Linked DNA regions of Bos taurus: region 2 is linked to region 1. The links are chromatin contacts, called in public Hi-C maps. All regions are on one chromosome and are shown on one strand. Each heading gives the region's core, a stretch centred on a gene start, on an enhancer-like site or on the middle of the called end of the contact. The rest is flanking DNA. Distances are from core to core; before and after follow the strand shown. Region 1 holds the start of H3-3A (H3.3 histone A). Region 2 has its middle 41 kb from the start of H3-3A.

Evidence for each region. A called contact is a pair of places that touch in the nucleus more often than the background predicts.
Region 2: a contact with region 1 is called in a Hi-C map of skeletal muscle, with 5 times the contacts expected there. The contact joins the enhancer-like site here to the promoter of H3-3A in region 1. A contact is called at or near these places in 3 of 11 Hi-C or Micro-C datasets (liver, skeletal muscle and an unstated tissue).

Annotation. Positions count from the first base shown.
Region 1 is chr16:29,078,360-29,081,059 of ARS-UCD2.0, forward strand. H3-3A (H3.3 histone A) reads left to right here and starts at 1,304. Exons shown (of 4, transcript NM_001014389.2): 1 at 1,304-1,397.
Region 2 is chr16:29,119,734-29,122,433 of ARS-UCD2.0, forward strand. No RefSeq gene overlaps it. Among named protein-coding and RNA genes, the nearest start is that of H3-3A, 41 kb to the left of the region's middle. Within about 2 kb of position 1,323, at least 96 of the 102 cell types and tissues checked have an H3K27ac peak or open chromatin away from gene starts, as enhancers often do. A contact at or near this core is called in liver and skeletal muscle, where this site is marked.

The DNA of each region.
Region 1 (2,700 bases), core at 54-2,553:
TATCCTATGGGATGTCTGCACGACACTTCTATTGAAAACCTTAGCACGTAGTTTCAAGTGTTGTCAAAGCCATCTAGGGACGGTGCATATATTCTAAGGCCAATGAAATGACAACGTGGGTAACTTGAACCTGAAATCTGTTTCCTATGCTACTGAGAATTGGAAAATGGATAAATGTGATGATCCCCAAAGACGTTTTCCTTACTTATGCCACTTACCGCCGCATCCAACTATTCAGAAGCTGCTGACATTTGACTATACGGCATTTGGCAATTCTACCTAAAACTGAAATGGTTAAAAAGCCGAACTGGCTGGTAGAACAGCTGCCAAGGCTGGTATTCAGGCCCTCGGGCAGTTAGCTGTGTATTCCATATATTGTTTTAGAAGCTTACAAAATACAGCCATCTTGCATCAGGCATCCCGACCCAGGAAGAAGGCGAGCCCCGTCCCTGGCCGTCTCCGTCGGCCTGGAGATGCCACCTGCGAGGAGCCAGGCGTCCCAGGTGGCAGAGTTCTCGCGGACCGCCTGCAGCCCGCAACCTGCACCGCGAGACCGCCACGGCCCGAGCCGGTGTCTTGAGTGAATAAAGTTGTCTGCGGGCTGCCCGGCCGCACCTGGCCCGTAGCGAAAGGAGGGAAACGGCCGCCGGCAGCCCTGCCAGTGCTAGAGCAGCCCCAACCGAATGTAGGCGCGGGGTGCAAGGTTTCTATTTGCAAGCTTCCTGTCGGGTAGTGTTTGCAACTGGGGCTCGGAGACTGGGCCGGCGGTGTCCTCCTCCCCGCCCCCCGCCGTCCGGGGCGCCTCGGGGACGCGCGCCGGAGCGGGGCGCCCCCTCCCTCACCCTCCCCGCCGCTGCCCGAGACGCCCGCAGGCCGGGCGTTCACCCGCCGCGCCTCCTCCCGCCCGCCCCTCCCCCCAACTTCCCCCTCGGCGCCCCAAACCCGAGCTTCCTGAGTTCCATGACGTGTGCGCACGGAGCTGGGTGGGAGTGCGGGGCCGGGGAGCTGGAGTTAAAACGGGGGTGGGCGGGCGGCCGTCTCGGCGGGAGCCGGCGGCCCTTCAGCGTGTCTTTTGTGTTTGTACACACACTGCGCGAGGCAGCCGGGAGGAGGGAGCGGGCGGCGCGCGGGGGAGGGGCGAGCGCGCGCCAGCGAACGGGCGCGCGGGGGGAGGGGGGAGGCGGGGCGCGAGCGAGGGGGCGGGGGCGGGGCCGAGCCTTCCCTCCATTGTGTGTGATTGGTTGGCGCGCGGCGCGGGGGCGGGGCGGCTTGTGTTGGGGGATAGCCTCGGTGTCAGCCATCTTTCAATTGTGTTCGCAGCCGCCGCCGCGCCGCCGTCGCTCTCCAACGCCAGCGCCGCCTCTAGCTCGCCGAGCTCCAGCCGAAGGAGAAGGGGGGTAAGTTTCCCCGTCTGCCCGCTTCCCCGGAACCGAGCCCCGCTTGCCGTCAGCCCCGGGCCGGGCCCCGGCGGTGCCGGGAGGGGACCCAGGGTCCCTCCGGCTTGGCCCCAAAACTTTTTGGCCCAGAAATGGAGGTGAGGAGCGAGTTTTCCTCTCCCCTCAGGCAGCGGCGGCTCCGGCGGCTCCCCAGTCTCTCGTCGCCTCAGCCCAACAGCAGCAACCGCCGCGTCGCCGAGCCTGCTCTCCCTCCCCGCGCCCCTAGCTCCTTTTTCTTCGGTGAAATCCCGCCCGCCGCCCCTTCCCGGGACCCCAGACCTTCACCACGACCCGCGCGGGCCTCTTAACTACCGACCCCGGACCCCGGACCCCAGTTTTCGGGCGGGAAAAGGGTGGAAATCGCCGCTGCTTCCCACCCTGGGGTAACTCGCTTTTTGCTGCCTCCCCACAGTTGTTGCTAAGCTTCACCATCTTGTCTCTCTTCTCTGGTCACCGACCATATTTTTTCCCCCGTTTCTCTCTTCCCCATTTCAAAAAAGGAGGAAAAAATTTTAAAGAGAAACATTTTTTTCTCCTTTTTAGAGAAGCGGAAACTTGATGCATTTGAAATGCAAAAAAAACTTTTGCATTTTGGAGGGCGGCACGTGGCAGGGGATGGAGTATTTTCGAGCGATTTGGTGTTTTGTCTCTTTGGAAAGGAATCGGATACGTTTTGCGATTGTTTCCATTTTGTTCTGGTCTGGGAGCCGAGTTTGTGCCTGCGCGAGACGCTAGGAGCGAGGCGGGCAGGCTGGGGGACCCTGTGTTGAGGGGCCGGAGGAGGCGAAACCAAAAGTTTATGCGGTGCTTGAGGTGGACCAGTCGGCCAGTCTAGTGCGTTAATTAAAGCCTGGGTGCGGGGCAATTTTTTTTTTATTATTTCATTGCGAATCCTCTGAGGACTGGACTCGAGGGCGGTGCTTTGTAGAATGCTCGCTGTTGGTAGCTGTTGTTCCCCTTGTTTTTTGAGACGCCTTTTTGTCAACAGAACTGTAGAGATGCAAAACCAGGAATGTTTTCAGATATTTACAGCAATCTATCAACTGCCAGACGTAAAGGGGGGGCGGCGGGGGGGGGTGACTAAAACCTTTTTTGCTGTAATTTGACTCGACCTTTCTGTGGTGTGTGGCTTAGTTCTTTTGACTTGTTCGTGGATGGAATGTTTACAGACATTTCTAATTTCCAGTTTATTTAAAGAAATGGAAGCGAAGGCTGTTGGGGGGTCTTTTTGATTTGCCGTTTATCGCTGATTGGGCATTTTGAG
Region 2 (2,700 bases), core at 73-2,572, 41 kb after region 1:
TGGATGTCTCATGCACACCTCCAAACCTCATCTGTTCAAACTGCACCCCAAAGAGGCCCACTCCCACCCACCGAACGAGCAGGGCCAGTTTTCTCCATCTTGGTTAATGGCCACTCTTTCTTCCTGTTGCTCAAGACAAAGCCTTGGTACTCTCCTTGTCCTTTCTTTATCTCTCTCTTACCTCGTATCTGGCCTGGCAATAAATCTTGTCAGTTTTCCCATTAAAGTATTTCCAAAATTCCATTTCCGGTCATTTTTAGCTCCCAACACCGTTGGACATGTCCCTCATGGCTCCTAGATTACTAAAGGGCCTCCTGGCTTCTGACCCTGCCTCCGGCAGTCTGTCCTCATTCAGAATGCTGCTTTTAAAAGAAATCAGAATGCGCCCTTCTTCTGCTCAGAACCCTGCAGGGCTCCCAACTCACCCAGGAGAGAAGCCCAAGTCCTTACAATGGCCCCACAAGGCCTTCCCTCATCTAATCTCCCCTGCCCTCCACCCGACCCCACCCCTCCGCAGCTGACCCCTTCAGCCCCAGCTTCTCCTCCGCCACCCTGCTTCAGCCACACTGGCCTCCTGGCTGCTCCTGGAACACTGTAGGCAAACTGAAATCTCGCTATTTCCCTCCATGTACATTTCACACCCTCTTTCCCTGCATTTTTTGCCTTTTGCCTCAATTACTGGCACGCTATGTATTTCACTTATGCTGTTCTGTCTCTTCCATTATAATATAGCTCCAGGAGGGACTTTTGTATGTGTTTGTTTTTGCTGCTCTCAACTGGGTGCCTAGAATAGTACCTGGAACCTATCAGGCGCTCAAGAAAAATTTTGAGTGAGTGACTTCCAGGAAGACAGAAAAACTGGAGCAAATCCAGGGGCAGTTGCTGCCTTGAGAAGCCTGAAGCTGAAACTGGCAGGGGGCCCAGACCGCTCCCCGGGTTGGGACGGGGTCAGGGGCGGTCACGGAAACCTCCCTGCACTGGAATCTTGCTATCCGCAAGATGGGAGCGGGAGCAGGCAGCTCAGTCTTGGGAGAGCGGCGGGGCTGTGACCTGCTTCCGAGAGGCTGGCAGAAAGGCAGAGGCGGGTTGGCTTCCTCCGCTACAACCGCCTCCCGGCCCAGGGAAGCCCGGGAGATCCGAATGTCGAAGAACTCTGAAAAAGCAAAACGTGTCTTTAAACGCAAGCAGGGGATTTGTGCGGAGGATCCTAAATGACAGCTGCCCCCGCGGAGGAGCACGGAAGGCGGGCCGGGCTTTGTCCCGGGGGGAGGAGCTGAGGGCTCGGAAAACGCGCGGGTCACGTGGCTGCCCGTGGGCACCTCCCCGCTCCAACCCCGCGGGACCCGCGCTCGGGGGAAAGGAGCTGGAGGCGGGCTGTGGGCCGTGAAGCCCGGGAGGGCAGCTGAGGACGCATCGCGGCGGTCAAACCCTCCCCGTCTTCCGTCCCGCCGGGACAGTGCAAGCCCGAGCCACCGCTCCGAGCCCGGCGGGCGACCTCCGGTGCCCGGGGCCACTCGGTGCGGGCGCGCGCCCGGAGGCCCCCTCTCCCGCCGCCGGTACGTCCGCGCCGCCGGCGCGCACGCGGGCCGTGCGTACAAAGGAGAGCCTTTCCCGGGCGCCCGCGCTGCCGCGGCCCCAGCCCAACGCGGGGCGGGGGAGGATCGCCCGCGAGCGGCTCCCGGGCCGCAGGCTCCCCGGACGCCTGCCCCAGAGCTGCCCTTCATTTATTTATTTTGGTGGAAGAAGGCGGGGGTCATCTATCTTGGAGCAGAAAATCTTTCCAGGAAGTTTGTACCTATTAATATTTCAGTTCCTGGCAGCGGCTTTTAAGTGTCGGTGCGTGGGGGAAGGGCCAAGTTCAATGCGGCAGGAGAGGGAGCCGCGGAGCCAGGCCAAGTGTTCTCTGTAGGCCTGAGGCGGTGGGGCCGAGGGGGAGGCCCGCGTCTCCCAGACACGTTCCTTGCGCCGCATCCAGGAGCCGCCCGGACCCCGTGGGCCGCGGGCACGACGGCGGCGGGTGCTCTTGGGAGCGTCGCGCTCCGGGCTCCTGCGGGGAGAAGCGGACCCCGAGTGTGCCACCGGAGAGGGGACGTCGGAGGGAGCGGGGAGGAAGGAAAGGCGGAGCCGGGAGCACCCAGTCTCGGAGGGCGCATCCCCGCGAGCGAGGGTCGGCTAGCTGGGTCTCTGCAGCTCAAACCGCAGCCAGCGTTCGCGGGGAACCGACGACGGTGAGGGCCAGAGCTCCGACAAGGTCCAGACGCCCTTTCTGACCTTGGTCCGGTCGCACAGTGGGAGGGCGCTGCAGCAGAAACTGACCTTATAAAGCTCGGATACTCCTCGCAACCGCCCTGCAAGGTTATCATTATCTCCAGTCTTCAGAAAATGGAGCTCGGAGAAGTTAAATAACCTGCTACACAGCGAGGTCCCCTTTTTGGAAATATCTTGCAAGAAAGCGTCCCTTGGTAGCAAATGCATCGCTGCTCGCTATGCTTCCTATAGTAGTCTCCCCCGCCCCGATACACACAGAATCACCCGCTAAGGGGAACCACGGCAACGAAGAGAACTCTAGACCCACAGCACCAAGACTTGTCAGCTTTTCAGAATCCCCTTCATTCACCGCAGAAGTGCCTGCTTAGGCTTTTTAGCCAATCACACAACTGGAACATCGATCATTTTGCCAAAGAAACTCATCTGTAACGT